3 separate regions of the Mus musculus genome follow, and regions 1 and 3 are each linked to region 2. The links are chromatin contacts, called in public HiChIP or PLAC-seq maps. All regions are on one chromosome and are shown on one strand. The core of a region is the stretch at or near the end of the contact, and the rest is flanking DNA. Distances in the headings are between cores, read along the strand shown. Region 1 overlaps Ppfia2 (protein tyrosine phosphatase, receptor type, f polypeptide (PTPRF), interacting protein (liprin), alpha 2). Region 2 holds the start of Ccdc59 (coiled-coil domain containing 59). Region 3 overlaps Ppfia2 (protein tyrosine phosphatase, receptor type, f polypeptide (PTPRF), interacting protein (liprin), alpha 2).

Region 1 (2,819 bases), core at 292-2,791, 770 kb after region 2:
TATTGGTATTATTCATCATGCCATCGTTGAGAACAGAAGCATGATCCTGGGAGCTGGCTCAGGCTATTCTCTGGGTAAGAGTACCCACCTGACCGTGAGTCTTGGAACACACATTGGAATGTGAGCACCAACTCCTGAAATCTGTCCTCCATGTGTGCTGTGGTTGGTTTGCATCTGCAGACACACACACACACACACACACACACACACACACAAACACACACACATTAATGATAACTGAAACTGTCTTTTTGTAAAAACAAAACAAAACAAAACAAAACAGAAATTCTCAGTTAATTATGTTACATAACTAAAATATTTATATAATAACTTTAGTCTTTCATCTATATAATGTTATACCTATCTCACTAGAATTTTAGTCTGTAATATCAACTAATTATGATAACTTTTTGCATTCATAAATGCTCATTATTTAATCAAATAAACTCTTCTCTATTTGCTATAATATGTTGAATAACTTCACTGTATCATGTACAAATTTTAAAAATATCATGACTTTGCTTATTATTCAAGTGAAGGTATATTTATAAAAATTTAACTTAATGTAAAGTTAATTTTTGATATATACACAATATATATTATGAAGAAAAGTAAAATAACAGCATGGAACACCTTTAAAATATTTATTTTAGATTTTGAGATTATGATATGATTCCATATTTCATGTCCTTTTTTCTCCTTCAAAACTTTCAATAATACCTCTCCTTGTTTTTTTTCAAACTCATGACCTCTGTATTCACTCATCATTGTTGTGTGTGTGTGTGTATATATATATATATACACACACAATGATGTTGCTATATATGTGTGTGTGTATATATATATATATATATACACATATACATGTGTGTATATATGTATATGTATCTACAATAAGCCTTTATACATAAATACAACCTATCCTGTAAGTTGTCTGTATAAATGATGGATTATTCCAGTACTCATAGTATTTGTTATTAGCTAATTTCTTTTTTTTTTTTTGTAGTAGTAGTAGTAGTATCACATTTGGCCACAAGAGGGCAACCAATGAAAACATTTTAAAATTTAGAAAATCTTCGTGGGTGTTCTCTTAGATTTAGTGAAGGCAGCACTGATACCAAATTTAGCAATGGTTACTGCATCAATCTATAAAGTCATTGTATCTCTTCTAGGCGGCATAAAGAATGTTCCAACTTATTGAAATTTAATGTCTTACTCAAAGAAAGAAAACCTGCAGAGAAAAATGAGCCCTACCCATTCCTGTTGGTTGTGGTGTTGATTGACAGCTAGCAACAGATACGCCCCGTGTATGTCTGAGACTGATGTCCGATTATATGTTTCTAGTTGTGCTGCCTTGGATCAAATAACAATTGGCAGTTCTGTGAGAAGGTTGTTAATAAAGGTTATTTATTAACGATTGTCATGAATTTTGTTCACCCTTTTGTGACCCTTTGTGGAAGGGGGCTTGTAGTATTGCCCTGGTTAGTTCCATGAGGCAAGTAAAAGGGACTGTCTGGCAGAAAGAGAATAAGTCTTGAGGAAGACAAAAGGCCAGAAAGAGGAAAGGAAAACAAAACAAAAGAGTTCTTTGTTGGCTGGGTTGGGAGAACAAAACAGAGTTCCAAGTCAGTAGTGAATGGGGGTGGGGCTGTGGAGTAAACATTTAATAAGACCCCTGGGCTCTCCCATGTCTCCGGATGTTTGATGTTTTTTCCTGAGCTGGATTTTTCTCAACACAGCTTTTCTCTGGAAGACAAAGGAACCAGCACTCTGAGACCGCAGCGCTTTGAGCTCTGTCCCCACCCATATCTTCTAAGTTCCCTCACACTAACAATACCATTACCTACTTTCAAACAAGTCTCATAATAACCAAAGCAAAAAAAAAAAAAACAAAAAAAAAAAACAAAAAACAGGATCCATTATGGATTAAAACATGTTGATAGGAAAGAGGAGACTGATTATGCAGGCGTGTACTGCTGATGCTCATATAATAGACCATAAAATAACCATGTTTTACATCAACGAGGAGAAAAATATTTACAGGATACAGGATAATTTACAATGAATACTTCAAAAACCACTTGCTCCCCCTCCCACCTTAGCACTCACCAAACATTGTATTCCATTGGAAATGCACCTAGCTTTTGCTCTTAGGAAAATGATGGAACAGTGTCCCCTAATTGAATTTTTGAAAGCAGGTGTCCTTCATGATAGGATCGCTGTTAGTCTTGCCAAGAACAGCATGTTCAGTTCCAAATTACACTTTTATTAATTTCATTATTGTTTGAAGTGCTTCCCTGGCAGCCTGACTCAAAGTGTGTGTGTGTGTGTGTGTGTGTGTGTGTGTGTGTGTGTGTGTGTGTGCATGCATGTCTGTCTGTTTGTGTCGCTCTGTCTCTCTCTGTGTGTATGTATACATATATGTGTGTGTGCATGCATGTATATATATGTGTGTATGTTTATATATTTTTTCGTGTATTTGGTGTCTATATATATGTGTGTGTGTGTGTGTGTGTGTGTGTGTGTATCTGTGTGTGTAGTATGTTGTATGTGTTTATATATATGTGTATATTTGTATGTGTATGTGTGCGGGTATATATGTGTGTGTACATATATGTGTTGGGTGTATATGTATGTATGTATATATACATATATATTAAATGTCATGTGTATATGTATGTGTGCATATTATTATACATATATATAATGTCATGTGTATATGTGGTATATATGTGTGTGTATCTGTGTGTGTCTGTGGTGTGCAAGAGAGAGAGAGACTGAGACAGAGACCAAGACACACAGAGGAAAAGATTCTATCT
Region 2 (2,900 bases), core at 273-2,772:
TCAGGAAGAGACAAAGTTAAACAAAGGTTTGCTCTGCACTTAAAAGTTTTGTTTTCTTGTATTTTCTTCGTTTTTTTTTTCTTTTTGAAAGCCAACAAGAGTCACTTTTTTTCAACAAATATTTTATAGAGTACTTAATGTATGCCAAATAGTTTCCCACACGTTGGAATCCTGGTTAAGGCAAATACGGTTCCTGCTTTCTACAAGTTTATGTACCAGGTTATCAACGCAGAATACTATGGGAGCAAACTGAAAGGGTGTCTAACTTTCCAACAACCAGGAACTATTGCCCAAGAACCAATGTGTCTTAAGTTCTACCATTATAACCCCCCCCCCTCCATGGCCCCTACCTCCGCCCCCGGGGCACTTTGCATTTACAGGCTGCTTCAGTGATTAAGTAAGTTCACTAATGCTGACAACATCTGGAACACCTGGAAGCAAAGCACAAGCAATTCCAGTAGCTGCTACTGTTCCTGTTCCTCTATTTCCAGAATAGAATCTAAGTTGGTAGAATCTAAGTTTCTTGCGGGTATCAAACTCCAGAGCCTAGAAAACACCAGGGTGCATAACTGATATTGAAAATACAGTTTTCTTCTTCTTCTTCTTCTTTTTTTCCCCGAGACTGGGTTTCTCTGTGTAGACCAGGCAGGCCTCGAACTCAGAAATCTGCCTGCCTCCGCTTCCGCCTCCCAAGTGCTGGGAATTAAAGGTGTGTTTTCAAATTAACTAGCGAGCACTCAAAGCTTTCACTATCACCATCCTAATCCACGATACCTTGTGCCGAGTAGGAACTGGCTCTTATTGGTCCCCCAAGTCCACTTCTACTTTGTATTGATCATCACACAGCCTTTAGATGTTTTCAAAACTAAATTGTTGAATCAATAAATGAAGGAACGCCTCTTCCCCGGGTTGACTACTTTAAGTTGTGGAACTTGACCAACACCCAGATTAGAACCCAGAGGGGACCCCGCCCGTCTCCATCCATCCTCGCTATTCAGCTCCCTCCAATTCATCTCCTAGGTAACAGCATCCTTCAAGTCCCTGCCACTTCCGCCGAGTTCCACCAGGGGGCGCGCTGACAGCCCCCGCCCCGCCCGCCCCGCCCGCCCCGCCAGTCACCTGATCCCGTCTCTGCCTCGCGCGGCTCGGCCTCCACCGCCGACTCCCTCAGCGCCGCCAGCACGCTCTCAGGGGGCAGGTCGACCAGCTCCTGCCAGACCGACTTGGTGTAGAAGTCCACCGTGTGCGCGCTGGAAATGGCCAGGGCGCCCCTGAGGAAGCTCAGCAAGCCCTGTAACTTGTCGTGCAGCGTGGGCAGGTCCGGGGTCCTGGGCAGAGGGCAGGCCGCCGCCATGACGCTCATCCTCCGGGGCTGCAGGTGGCGCCAACATGGCCGCGCGACCCCTCTCTTCCCCGCCGGAAGCGGCTCAGGCTGAGGCAGTCGAGCTCCGAGCACGCGCCGGGTTGGGCGATTGATTGCTTCCGCCTCGTGACGTGTTAGGTCGGCGTCCACTGGCGTTCCAGGAACTCCCACCGTGGAAAAAGATGGCGCCTTCGCGGCCGTCTTCCAAGTGGCGGACCGGAGGGTTTGCGGCGCGTGGGGAAGGGATCTCTCAGGTCAGATTCGGAAACCAGAATGGGAAGCGCAGGACTTGGCGGCCGAACCCCCAGCAAGCCTTCCGGGGGAGCGTGCGCAAGGGTAAGGAGGGACAGCCGTGGAGGAGCGCTCGGGCCCGCCGAAGTCGAGGGAGTAGGATGGGATCCGGCTTGAGATCGGGGAAGCCGTTCCTAAGCTCGCCAAGTCCGAGAGCTTCTCAGTCCTTTGACTGAGAACCGGACGGTGCGGTCAGCTTCAGTGATTTAACGCAGATCTCAGGTCTAAGCGAAGACACGGGGCGTCTAGAGGTGCGCTTGGCTAAGAAGCACCCAGACATACTTGCATCTCTACTACAGCAAGTATGTAATATAGATACAATATTACATTAAAATACTCTGCCCCAAAGCTTTGATAACCAAAAGACACCACAGTAGCCCTCCAGTCTCATACTGCTGCCTTCCTTAGATTCGATTCGATGTCTTGTCTTTGAAGGCCTCTCGTTGCATGTCAGATGCTTAAGTGGTTTTTGTTCGATCTAAGAATAATCGACAGGTGTTCAGAAAGTTGTACAGTACCTCCCCCTTTTGTTTTGTGTTGTGTTTTGGAAAATAAGTGATTAGTAAGATCCTCCAAGGGAAAAATACTAGACTACTCTACTTTATTTATTAAGTGTTTACTGAAGACCCAAGTGAGATTGTATGTGGATTAAATAAAATGTAATTTGTGGATATGAGTCTAAATTCAAGGTGAGCAGTAAAGTTTAGTTTACTGTACTTAGAGTTTTTAATGTGATGTCTGACAACTCGCTGTTACCCTTATATTTAGGTAAAGGGCCACCTTGCTCTTCAGTGTACCATTAAATGGTTGCCTAACCTTATCTTTAAAGCAAAGCCAAGTAATTCTCTCATTTGAATATAAAGTAAAAGAAAAAAATATTTAGTTTTCATTTTCTGTTAAAGTAATTGTAACTGAAATCCTTCAATGTTAGGACAAGGTTTTGCATTTCGGAGAAAACTGAAGATCCAGCAAAATTACAAGAAATTGCTGTGGAAGGTGAAGGAGGCACCAGCGTCACAGGAGTCCCAGTTCACAGATCGTTACCCAGAGCACCTGAAACACCTCTATCTGGCCGAAGAGGAAAGACTCAGAAAACAGCAAAGAAAGGCTGGCCTGGCTTTGTCAGAAGAACAGGTTGACCGGCCTTTGCCTGAAGAGGAGGGCAGCACTGAGCAGACTTCCTCTGAAGAACCGCCAGGTGGTCACCAGCCACAGCCAGAAGAGCTGAACACAGGAAGGTAAGCAC
Region 3 (3,066 bases), core at 245-2,744, 670 kb after region 2:
TGATTAGATTTGTTTCATATACAAATTTAATTTATCTAGATAAATATATTATGCTGAAATGTTTTAACTCCCATAATTACATTCATCTTAATCTTACATGACATTACAAGGCGAACATTATAGAAAAGGATGTGCAACACTGACGTGAAATTTAGTTTTCTGTTTCAGGAAAACACTGCTAAGGGGCAATCATGAGAGGGGAAGATATTAAAGTCAAATAATAGGGAGGAAGAATTAGAAAACAAAGCTCATGCTGGGGACAGAAGTGGGATTAGGTTAAAATACAAGTTGTTTACAGTAATTCTGGAAACTTAGAACATTCCGTTTCAAGAAAAGAAGTGAGCTGTAGCTTTGCATTAGAGCGCAGGACACTGAGTGTGATTTCTTAACAACAGCAGATCTGAGGCTTGTCATAAATATTTTTATGTGTCCAATACTAATGTATATTATTTCTTTCAAGTTGATAAGATACAATGTGTCCATGTTCAGTGTGTTGTTTTCATAGATAGTGCTCCCTTCTACATTCTTAAAATGATAAAACAAAAAAAAAAATACCCACTGAATTTAGCAGAAACAATAATTTCCTGGCCATACTCATCTTGGCAATGGTTGACCATTATATGTAAAGAAAATCTGGCTTACACACTTGAAAATATTATCACGTTATGTTTCTCCCAGGTGCTGAAATTCCAGCTAGAATAAATGCTAAGCTAGGGGCAGCCTGTGAGCATAATTGCGGTACACAGCAGCAACTTCTGCTCTTCTCACAGCTTCAGCGTTGATGGGATGACATTAAGACTCAGGACTTAAACAAATGAAATATAATGTGTAGAAACTGTTCAAACATTTAACAGACTTTTCTCCAAATGTATTGAGTGGGAAGTCACTTTGCACACATTTAAAACTCTCCTTGCCTTTTAGTTTCAGTGAGATTTCCCACTATAAAAATGCTCTAAAAATCTGAAGTTAGACCAGATGTCTTTTAAGAGCCCTTCTGGTTCTAAAATTATGATGCAGCGATCTTGTAGAACATGGTGATTTCGTTTTACTGGCACAACAGCTGAGCGGTCTACACTGCCAGGCAACCCTCAGAGAGCTTCTCACCACCCCTTTCATCTTCAGCCTCAGTTACCACCTCTTTGTCCATCTGTGTAACATTCCTAGGCCAGGTCTGTCTTGCTTTCAAGGTTTTTCTTTCAGATAACTGCACACCCTGGGTTTAATTTCCTCCCATCTCTTCAAATTTCTCACGCAGTACCACACTATGACAATTCACCAGTATTCTATTTTCTGCATCTGTGTGATGGTTTAGGCAGAAGCTAGTAAGCTGATATCTAAATAAATCTGGAGCTGCTTTGAGTCACTCATGATATGATATTTTCCTCACATTTTAAAAAGATTGTGAAAGATGAAAACACCAGCACTGTCTCGGGATACATGAAAATTGTATGGAGCACAGACTCATACAGTAGTGTCAGGACTCGGCTCTGCTCATCCACTTATGCATTCTCTCTGGCTGCTACTCATGCAGAGCTGAGTCATTGCAACAGAGACCATGTGGCCCACATTGCCTAAAATAATTATCTGGGTCACCACAGAAAACCTTTTCTGATTCCATATTGAGACTTTCATTCTGTCCCAGTGCCCCTTGGCTTCTTAAAATACTGTCTCTTCCAATGAGGAAGATTCTTAACTGAAATAAGGCTCTGTTCCCTTGTATGTTACCAACCTGTTCTCTTCAGGATGTTCAGAGTAAACCTCATTCTTTCATAGGCAAACTTTCATTATCTCTGTCCTGGTTGTCAGCACATAATTAATTGTCCATCTGGCAAAGTTTCTTACTTAAGCCAAGCCTTCTCAATCTTAAGAACATTTGCTATCTGACCTCTGGGTATATTACTTGTAGAAATCTGAAACCCAGAAGCAATGTCAAAATGTGGAAAACATCAAAACAGAAAAAGCCCTCATATATTAATTGCTAGATAGTACACAGTTTTAATCCCTGTGTACTACAAGCTACCTGGGGGCAAAGACAGAGAGATTGCTACGTTCGAGCCAGCCTGGGCTATAAAGAAAATTTCAGGATCAGAATTTGCCCAAAAGTCAAAACAAATAAACAAACAAACAAAAAAGTGCCTTTAGGACAACTTTCTTCTGATACATCTTCATTACTTTCAGATATTAATTATACAATAACTTATTCAGAACAGTATTTATAGAAAGACTTCTAATATTTTTTAAAAGAGGGATATTTTTTGTTTGTTTCTTCAAAAGAAATGGAAAGAATATTCTCTCTCTCTCTCTCTCTCTCTCTCTCTCTCTCTCTCTGTGTGTGTGGTGTGTGTGTGTGTGTGTGTGTGTGTGTGTGTGTGTGTGTTTGTGTATGTTTTCCAATTAAGACATAGTTTAACATTTGTTGAATAAATTTTAGTTTAGAAATGTAATTTCAAGAATCTAGAGAGATAGTTTAGCCTTGGTCATATGTGAAGTGTCTAAAAATCTCAGTAAGGCAGTTTATATCTATAGTTCTAGCACTTGGGAGATAAAGACAAGCACATCTTTGGATTTCTTAGTCTGCTGAAGGAAATCAGTTAACTCCAGATCAATAAGAGACCCTCTCTAATGAAATAAGATGGGCAGGAATACAGAAAGATATCCAATGTCTTGCAATGATCTGGATACCAACAGACCCGCACATATATGCACACACACACACACACACGCACACACACACACACTCAGGCACGTACACTCCTCTCCTCTCCTCTACTCCACTCCACTCCATATAAAAAAAGTAGAAATTCGGTCATGAATAGTTTATACTTGATATTAAATGTGACTTTTAAAAGGAAGGGGTACAGCTCCCAGTGCCATCCCTCCCTTTCACACTGAGATACCAACTATTGATAGAATCTGGGATGGGAAGAAATTATCGTCTTTGAGATGTGCAATCACTGAAAAGCCCAGGAGGCTCCAGCACCTAGTTGCAAATCCATAGTCACACAGGTGACTTTGATTAACCTCTGCGGGTCAAGACCATGAGAAAGGACCGAAGGAGCTGAAGGA

Evidence for each region. HiChIP or PLAC-seq counts read pairs in DNA pulled down with a chosen protein or histone mark.
Region 1: a contact with region 2 is called in an H3K4me3 HiChIP or PLAC-seq map of forebrain, with 9 times the contacts expected there. The contact joins the enhancer-like site here to the promoter of Ccdc59 in region 2. A contact is called at or near these places in 12 of 39 promoter capture datasets (the 3T3-L1 cell line, 3T3-L1-derived adipocytes, the C10 cell line and 6 more), 12 of 115 datasets of contacts at active chromatin or transcription factors (acute myeloid leukemia, differentiating embryonic stem cells, embryonic basal ganglia and 9 more) and 1 of 9 other capture datasets (pancreatic islet).
Region 3: an H3K4me3 HiChIP or PLAC-seq map of the SCID.adh cell line shows a contact between it and region 2, with 4 times the contacts expected there. The contact joins the enhancer-like site here to the promoter of Ccdc59 in region 2. A contact is called at or near these places in 4 of 39 promoter capture datasets (3T3-L1-derived adipocytes, cranial neural crest, frontonasal cranial neural crest and 1 more) and 6 of 115 datasets of contacts at active chromatin or transcription factors (the SCID.adh cell line, acute myeloid leukemia, embryonic midbrain and 3 more).

What each region holds. Positions count from the first base shown.
Region 1 is chr10:106,608,205-106,611,023 of GRCm38.p6, forward strand. All of the region lies in intron 3 of Ppfia2 (protein tyrosine phosphatase, receptor type, f polypeptide (PTPRF), interacting protein (liprin), alpha 2), which reads left to right. Among named protein-coding and RNA genes, the nearest start is that of 4930532I03Rik, 7.1 kb to the left of the region's middle. Within about 2 kb of position 1,542, at least 40 of the 459 cell types and tissues checked have an H3K27ac peak or open chromatin away from gene starts, as enhancers often do. A contact at or near this core is called in embryonic forebrain, forebrain, neural tube and 1 more, where this site is marked.
Region 2 is chr10:105,839,957-105,842,856 of GRCm38.p6, forward strand. Ccdc59 (coiled-coil domain containing 59) reads left to right here and starts at 1,523. Exons shown (of 4, transcript NM_025602.3): 1 at 1,523-1,699; 2 at 2,586-2,892. The coding sequence starts at 1,546. Mettl25 (methyltransferase like 25) reads right to left here and starts at 1,424. Exons shown (of 12, transcript NM_207522.2): 1 at 1,120-1,424. The coding sequence starts at 1,363.
Region 3 is chr10:106,508,472-106,511,537 of GRCm38.p6, forward strand. The region is part of intron 2 of Ppfia2 (protein tyrosine phosphatase, receptor type, f polypeptide (PTPRF), interacting protein (liprin), alpha 2); the gene reads left to right. Among named protein-coding and RNA genes, the nearest start is that of Ppfia2, 40 kb to the left of the region's middle. Within about 2 kb of position 1,495, at least 22 of the 459 cell types and tissues checked have an H3K27ac peak or open chromatin away from gene starts, as enhancers often do. A contact at or near this core is called in the SCID.adh cell line and hippocampal neurons, where this site is marked.